2 separate regions of the Mus musculus genome follow, and region 1 is linked to region 2. A link is a contact called in public HiChIP or PLAC-seq data. All regions are on one chromosome and are shown on one strand. Each heading gives the region's core, a stretch centred on a gene start, on an enhancer-like site or on the middle of the called end of the contact. The rest is flanking DNA. Distances are from core to core; before and after follow the strand shown. Region 1 overlaps Gm52815 (a long non-coding RNA gene). Region 2 has its middle 19 kb from the start of Gm31363.

Evidence for each region. HiChIP or PLAC-seq counts read pairs in DNA pulled down with a chosen protein or histone mark.
Region 1: an H3K27ac HiChIP or PLAC-seq map of embryonic stem cells shows a contact between it and region 2, with 9 read pairs. The contact joins two enhancer-like sites. A contact is called at or near these places in 18 of 484 Hi-C or Micro-C datasets (the C10 cell line, the N1E-115 cell line, bone marrow-derived macrophages and 8 more) and 6 of 115 datasets of contacts at active chromatin or transcription factors (embryonic fibroblasts, embryonic stem cells, intestinal villus epithelium and 1 more).

Annotation. Positions count from the first base shown.
Region 1 is chr5:64,497,838-64,501,843 of GRCm38.p6, forward strand. Gm52815 (a long non-coding RNA gene) reads left to right here. Exons shown (of 3, transcript XR_003955927.1): 2 at 1,962-2,146. Among named protein-coding and RNA genes, the nearest start is that of Gm52815, 4.1 kb to the left of the region's middle. Within about 2 kb of position 2,749, at least 67 of the 459 cell types and tissues checked have an H3K27ac peak or open chromatin away from gene starts, as enhancers often do. A contact at or near this core is called in colorectal tumor organoids, embryonic stem cells and intestinal villus epithelium, where this site is marked.
Region 2 is chr5:64,430,510-64,435,002 of GRCm38.p6, forward strand. No RefSeq gene overlaps it. Among named protein-coding and RNA genes, the nearest start is that of Gm31363, 19 kb to the right of the region's middle. Within about 2 kb of position 1,367, at least 43 of the 459 cell types and tissues checked have an H3K27ac peak or open chromatin away from gene starts, as enhancers often do. A contact at or near this core is called in colorectal tumor organoids, embryonic stem cells and intestinal villus epithelium, where this site is marked.

The sequences.
Region 1 (4,006 bases), core at 1,499-3,998, 69 kb after region 2:
AAACCAGGAGTAGTTCAAATGGGTTATGTGATGTGTTTTATGTATTCTACAAATGTCAGTTCTCATGTGTATTAAGTCCTTGAGACATCTTTACCCTGCCTCACACTTTGGGATTCAGAGTGATATTCTTCTGCTTTGTAATAGAATATGTCTTTCTGGCCTACAGTTTGGGATCTGAAGCCACATGCTCTGCATAACTGGAATTGGGGGAAATGCTCATTGAGTGGGTTGGGGGGAAGATGATAGAGAAAGCCTTTCCTCTGTCCTCCTCTGGGGAGAATTCTGTGCGTCACCTCAGGTGTTCATCCAACAACATACATGAGCACACATTTCTTTCCCTTTGACTAAAATGAGAAAGTTTAAGACATGAAGTGTTCCTCAGGTAAACCTGTTCCCAGTCTATAAAAGAAGAGAGAGAAAGAAAAAAAAAAACCTGTCATCCACACCAGAGTTCTGTCTCAAAGCTTCCAGCCTCTTGGCAGAGTAAAGGTGCAGAGCCCCCCTCCCCACCAAGCTTGGGGAACCTCTTTTCTCATGTTCTTGAAAGGTTTAATTGGTCCCCTACCCCCCCCCCCATCTTGGCTTCTCTCTGATTGAAGGTAAAGACTAGGCAACTACGTCATTCTTCCAACCTGAGAAGGTTCTAGAATCTAGGCTCAAGACCAGCAATGGAGCAGAAGACTCAAGTTCCAGCCTTCATCCATTCATCGGTGTTGTTTTCTGGGTTTGAGGTTCCACGTTCAGGAAACAAGAGTGTTTATGCACTGGGTTGCCATGCTCACTGAAACATCTTCCCCAAACAATGAAATGTCAACTCAGTCCAACCACTAGATCTTAGCAACACCTCTACAGGAAATCCTGGGGTCAGAAGAACATGGTAGATGCCATCACAGGTGCACGATCAACAAATCTAAACCGTGAGAACTAGTGCAGGGCAAAGGGTTCACTTTCTTCATTCAACAAATAAATGGCATGGAAATGGGACCTGAATGTGGATTAGGGGTTTAAGAGGCTTGGCCAAATGTGATGTTTAAACGATTTCTATTCCAGTTTGTATAAACCAACTGTAAAAATACATGATGGAGCCAACCAGATACCTTAAAAGAGGTTGGCTCCTCAATTGCTATTGAAAGTCATTCCATTTTCTTTAGGGGTAACTCTGTGTATATGTCAGGGTTCTCTAGAGTTACAAAACTGATAGGATGAATGTATGATTGTCAGAGTGGCTATCAGGATGTGGTCTGAGTAGTCCAACAATGGATGGCTCTTGATGGAAAGGCCAAGGATCTGGTATTTGTTTGGTTCATGAGACTGCGTGTCTCAGTAGCCTCAGTATGGTGCTGGAGTCCCTGGAAGGCACTAGAGAGCTTCCGGTCTTCTGTCCACATTGGGATCTTGAAGATGTAGTTCTAACATCAGTGAAGAAATGGCTCAGGAACAGGACAGATGAACTTGAGGGTGAGGGCAAACATGCCAAAAAGCAAACGCTTCCTTCATCCATGCCCTTTTATGTGGGCTGCTATCAAAAGGTGTTGATCAGATTTGGGGTGAGTCTTCTGACTCAAGTGACCCAGATTTAGAGAGTCTTCCCACCTCAAATGATCCATTCAAGAAATCTCTCACAGGTTTACCACCTTGGTTGGATTTTAGTTGGTTACAGATGTGGTCAAATTGACAACCAAGATTAACCATCACACACTATATTGCTGTTACCATAGTCCTTTCTGGGATATATATTATTGTGTATATAATGGGATTTTATAATGCACAATAATACTTTACTTCAAAATAGTCCAATAGAAGGAAGAGTAGACAAGACTGACTTGTGATGATAATGATTGAAACTAGTAGATTAAATTCACGGGAATTTATTGCAATGTTTTATTTTTATTTTTTCCTTCCTTCCTTCCTTCCTTCCTTCCTTCCTTTCTTCCTTCCTTTCCTTCTTTCTCTTGAGTTAGGTCTCATGTTGCCCAGGCTAGCCTCCATCTCTGGATGTGTGGAAGGATGATCTTAAATTTCAGATCCTCCCACTTCTACCTCTCGAGTGTTGGAGTTACAGCCATGTACTGCCATAGTTGGTTACACAGTGATGGGGAATCAAACCAGAGCCTGATGCACGCTGGATATGCACTCTACAGCCAAGGTATATCACCAGTCCCATCAATATTTTCTTAAATTGTCTTTGAAATGCCCTGTCATCAAGAATTAAGGAATACAAAAAAAGTGGGTGTGGAGTAAGGAAACTACCAGAATCTTTCTCTTATTGGATCAACTAAACTTTGATGTATTTTCCTCACCTCTAGCCCTGAGGTAAACTTGTAGCACTGGTCTTGATACACAGTAAGTGCCCAGTCAGTGTCAGCTCTCTGATACAACAAAAGGTTACTCATTATTCTCTGAGTGGCTCTTCCCAACTAAGAGACACTGATTGCAGCCTGTCTTTTAAATCACAGCGTAGTCTTTGGGTTTTTTTGTTTCTACTTCTTCACATTGGACTTTCTGGAAACTTCCTCCAGTGTTCACCTCTCTTGGCCTAGGGCATCTGGACACTTTACCTGGGCAGCCAGGTGTCAGTCCCATAGGGCGTGTTGGACTCATTCCTGGATTGGCAGGTTTCTGATTTCTTCACCGGATCACTCCGGAGCTGGCTCTTTTTCCAGTGGCTTCCTGTCACCTGAAACGAGAGCTCACAGCTTCAGGAGGAAGGTAGAAATTTGAGGTGGAGAAGGGCGAGGCAGATGCAAGATGCAATTACATCCTGCCTCCTCCACCCCTCAACCGCCCCACCCTACGCCTGGGGAGAAGTCTAGAGTCAGGGTGGGGAGCTGTTTATCTCATCCCTGTTTCTCCCAGGCTGTGCAGTCTTGGACAAGGCACTTGACTTTACTCTGCCTTCTCGGTTATACAACAAATACCCACATTTTTCTTAGTTCAGAGCACAAACTGCAGGACTGGAAACCCAGCTCTGCTCTGTATTAACTTTGCCTTTTGGACCTCACTGTGGTGGGGTAAAATGGGAATTGAAACAGTACCCTCCTCTTGCAATGACTGCCACGCTGCAGTGGAATGGCATCTGGTAGGGATGCTCCCTGGGGGTTACTGTTACCATCTCCACCAAGACATCACTTTGTATCAAGTGCTGGGAGAGTTAGCTTGCAACCTCACTTCAGCCCTCCTTTCGGGCCTGTGTTGTTTCCATGTGAGCTCTGGCATCCCTCCATCAGGAATGGGAACAGCCAGGGAGTCCAGCAAGTGAGTCACAGACCAGGGTCGCACAAGGTCAAAGGCTGCTACACCTTTCCCAGTTTCAGCTCTTACCTTCCCTGGAAGGCCATTGTAAACTCTAGTACTTCTAAAGACAAGGGCTGCGGTGGGGTGAGTCAGAAGTGGAGCCAGAGAAGGAAAGCTAAGGACCTAGGGAACACCAGAGAGAGAGGTGGCCCTGAGACCCCTTGATTTTCCCTAACTTTGCCTAAGAACAAATAACCTAACCCTGACTACACTCACCACCTTCTCTGGGTCCCTTGAGGGACCCTGTGAGTGAGGAAGGTGGCTGAACAGTTTTGATTCCTCACAGTGGTGTGTTTCCTCCTTGTACTGAGAGAACTCAGCTCGCCAGCATTTTTGGCTTCTACTCACTCCTCATTCGGATGGAGCCCAGAAACTCGGGGCACCGGACTGGAACTCAAGAACTCTGGAAGGCCAGGATGACAGAAAAGTAATAGGTCTCTGCTTCTCAGAGTGTCCTAGGTCTCTGCTTCTCATGGTAACCGTCCAGTAGAAGCCTAGTGAAGAGATCTAACGAGGGTGGGCCAGGCGCAACCAGAGTTGTGGACCCAACTGAGGCTCCAAATCTACTTCTTAACTTTCAACCTCAGATCCGTTAATATACATTTATACACACACACACACACACACACACACACACACACACACACTCTGTCCCTCCAGTCCCAGAATATAGAATCATGGGGGGGGGGGCAGGGGGGAGCTACCAGCTGTT
Region 2 (4,493 bases), core at 117-2,616:
TGAAAGGGTCAAACCTTGCTGGATGCTCCTGACCTGTTTCTTCTTATGGTGGAGCACTGGGTGCGGCTGCGAAGGAAAACAATTTCATCTTGATGAACCAGAATGGCCAGTTGGTGTGAGCAGGGTGGGTCCCTGCTTGCTGTTCCCAGAGCCCCAAGGCAAGAGCCTGGAGTCACATTTTATCTCCGGCTTCTGACCTGGGGTCAGGGTGCCAATAAACCAGGTTGTTTTGGCCACACCCTGTGATGTATTTGTCTGATGGGAATGTGGTTCTGAAACCAGTAGATGGTGGCCTTTGTTCAGTGGTGGCTGGAGGCTGCTTTTCTTTCTTAGAGTTGAAAGAGTTGCAGGCTGCATTCCCCCAGAGAATTAGAAAAAGAAATGTTCTGAAACAAATGATGCTCCCATGGAACACTTATTCTTTAATTCCCACCAGCCTCCACCCAGTGCTCTGTGAGTTTTGGTCCAGAAATGGCTCCTGTCTGTCCCCACCATCTCTATCAGTGCTAGGATCTGCATGGATGCTTAGAAGTGTGCTAGGCCTGCCTGCTGGTCTCCGGGTCCCCATGTCTGTCCAGTACCCTGCCTTGTCTCCTGTCCTGGTTTTCAGGAACGCTTTCCCCTGGCCTAGCATGTGTGACCCTGGAGAAGGGATTGCAAAGCCAGTCTGGATAATTCTGAGTAACTCAGTAAATGAGCTTCATTTCAGATGGAGGTGGGAGACAGCAAACATGAATCCTGCTGCAGCCCAGCCTGGTGTGGGTCCACCAGACAGGTGCCAATCAAAAGAAGGATCTTTCCAAGTCGAACCTGTTTTGGAAAATAGGTCTATTCACAGCATACAAGACAGATGCTCCAAGAAACGCTTTACTTTAATCAGGTAGTCACCTGCTCTGTTTCTCACTGTTAGTCTAATGGAAGACTGCACCTTTCTGAGTTTCAAGTCCTGCTTCTAAAAAAACTGGGCTGGCCAAAATTATTGGAAGAGCGAGGCACGGTGCTATGTGAGTGCTATGTGAGGGGACTGAGAGAATGCAGTGCAATGCGTAGGAAGGCTGCAGCCACTCTTGGATCTCTGTGGTGCCATTCAGACAGGGGTGCTGGGCCCAGACACAGAAAGGACACAGTACCCTTAGAGCCCAGTGAGAAGTCAGATAAGATCTGGCCGTTCAACTTGGGTTTGGGACGCAGAAGGCTGGAGGCACCAGACAGTGCTGCAGGAGCTCAGCCGAGGGCAGCCGGAACCTGGTTTGACTTGAATTTCTTCCTTCTGTTTTGTTATTGCTGATAGCTTTGTGTTTGCTGGCCACTGTTGGAATCATGGGTGTAACTGGGTGGGGCAGGTGAGGCCAGAGGCCAGGTGCAGCCTGGCAAAGAAGTAGAGGGAGGTGTAGGGTGTGGTGTGCAGGGCCCTGACTTCTCTAAGCAGCTATAGGGAGCTCCTTCCCGGAGGCAAGACGCCTTGTCAGGCACTGAAGCAAGGCTGGGGTGCTTGCTGCCTCTGTGACTTTCCTCCTCCTCCTGCAGCCAGGTCTAGGGAGGAACAAGTTGTCTTCAGCATGGGATAACAGCAGTTGTGGGGTTGCTGAGTACCTCTTTCTTTCCCCGTGTCCTCAGGCTGTTTCGAGCGCTCTTGCTGGCTTGCCACCTGGCTGCCATCTTGTTATCATGAACGTTTCCCACTGGTGGCTTTTACTTTGGGGTGATTCTGTAGATGAAGTACTTGTAGGACTGAAGTCTCAGAGACTTGGGATTTGGAGCCAAGCGAAGGAATGGCAGATATGGATGGCATAGGGAGAGGTCATGAACACGGGTGGGACAGGGTCCATGAACACAGCGGGTGGGGGGTGGAGTTTGCACGCATGAATGCAGGTTTGTGAACATGGATAGAATAACAGTTTGTGAATATGAACGGGATAAAGTTTGCAGTCACGGATGAGACAGAATTCATGGATGTAGAAGAGAAGGATCTCGTGGACAGAGAGATGGAGGAGTTTGCAGACATGGACCAAGTCCATGAACATGAATGGTAAGTCGTTCAAGGACATGGATATAGAGTTTCACTCATTCTCCAGTTGGATGTAGCAGCCAGCATCAGAACGAATCCACGTGGGGCCCTTACCTATCCTCCTCCTGCTGGTTGCAGGCTTTTCTCTTTCCCTAGCCCACCTCTGGCTACCTCTCTCAGTGCAACCTCTGTTGTCCCCTTAAGCCCCCAGCATCAGTGATGGAACCCAGGACTTTATGCATGCTTGGCAAATGCTCTGCCACAGAGCCACCTCCCAGGACACCTTGATATTTACTTTTTCAGGAGGTGGCAGACTAGTGTGTTAATAGAAGCCTTAGCTCCTTTGGTATCCCTAATGTTTGGTGCATGGGAGGAGCAGGGCAGGGTGCAGTCTATATTTGTTAGACTGAAGAAATAGAAAGATGACAACTGACCTTCCTCAATGTACCAGATGGTACTGGAACAGAATTTGGAGATGAGAGACTACGGGTCATATATAGTCTTCCTGGATTGGTCTTGGATTAGAGACACTGACCTAATTTATACCTTAAGACTGTGTACATGAAGGCTTGTCCTTAGAAGCAGCGTATGTTAACACAATAACAAGGGCTAGCAAGATGGGTCAGCAGGTAATGCAGTATAAGACTGATGACCTGAGTTTGAGCCTTGGAACCCATGTACAAAAAGCCATATGTGGTGGCATGCCTTTGTAATTCCAGTACTCCTACAGTGAGAGAGTGAGCAGAAACAGGAGGATTCCCTGGAAGCCCATGGGCCAGCTAGTTTGGAATGTACAACAAAACAGGACCAAGAGAGACTCTGTCTCTGTAAGGCAGGAGAGAATGGATTCCTGGAAGTTATCCTATGACCCCACCCCCAGGAGCACCACAATACATGTGTGCCTGCCCGCACACACAATGATAAAAATAAATCAATAATGAACAATAGAAAATAGAGTACATGTGGGTAGTATGAGTAACATACTATTCTATAACATATTCTGGTCCTATGTGTGTATGTGTATATGTGTGTGGTGCTAGGGATGAACCCAGGGCTTTGAAAATGCTTGTGAAGCAAGTGTGCTACTCTTGAAGTTATACCCTAGCCGTTTTACAAACTTCTTATTTTGAGACAGGATCTCTCTCTCAGTTGGACAGAGAGAATTGTGAAGTGGAAATTTTTGGTTTGCTTGATAACTCAATTGTGTCACATGATGTTTTTCTGAAAACAGATGCTTGAGAGGGCACACCATGTTTAAAAAAAATTATATAAATGGAACCCCACCAACAGAAAGGACATTCTTGAATTGCTACACCATGCGACACTTTGGTCTTTGCTGGTCTTCACTTCATGGAGAGATGCACACCAAGGAACTTCTTGTGTATTCCAGTTGATTCCAGTTGATTCCGGCTGCTTCTGATGACTTAGACTGATTTGGCAGAGCCTTGTCGTCTCTGCTGGGTCGAGCCATCACTACTGATTCATATTGGTAGTTTACTATTGAACTGGACTGCTGGCATCCTGACAATGAAAAATGGAATCGCCCCAAGAAATTATTTCTAAACAGGTCTAGAACACTCTTTTCCTATTAACTTCTTTTCTCCCTACCTCTGGTTGATGAATTAGAAGAGAGGTTGAAGTATTCAAGAACCCTAAATAAAACAGGTTTTGAAAAAAAAAAAGAAAAAATCTAAGCCTACAGAGATGGCCTGGAACTTGCTGCTTCCTCAGCCTTCAAAATAGCTGAGATTATGATCTTGTGCCATTGGTCCTGACAAATAATACTCTTTATAGAGGGACTGGCACTGGGATCTGAGACTTCTGAAGGTACAGTATGTAACACAAAGATAACTAAGTTTTGTTCAGACAGCTTCCCCCATTCAACTAGCAGTCCAGGAAATATTTGAGAAATTGATGGCATACAGAAACAACAATTCAATTTAAAAAGCTTCTTTGTGTGTGAGACATCATGTATTCTGAAAGAAGAGATTCTCTTTTACGAGCAGGTGTTCTCTCTTAAAGTGTTATAAACATCTCAGCGTAGATTCAGTAGAGAGTTCTGTATGGGAGTGGATTAGTCAGTTTTTGTTGTGATGATGCTATGTAACAAACAATCCCAAAATGATAGTGGACTTCCATGACAAATAGATATTGTTTGTTCAGTGGTGTGGGTTGTGTCCTGCAACTCAAGGCTATTCCTATGCAGTTTCTTATTTTAAGATCCAGGCATAAGGGACACCCCTGTTGGTAAGCAGTGTTCTCATGTTGGAGAGAAAGCCCAGGAAGTTGGCTGATATTTGCAACACCTCTTCAAGGATTCACTTGAAACTAGCATATTGTTACTTCTACCCATGTACAGTGGGCATCTTAATTTCTTGCTGTGATAAGTTACTCTGGCAAGCACCTTAAGGGAAAAGGGGCTTATTCTACTTTCAGCTCCAGGGTCCAGATAGCTAGAGCTTGAAGCAGCTGGTCACATCACATA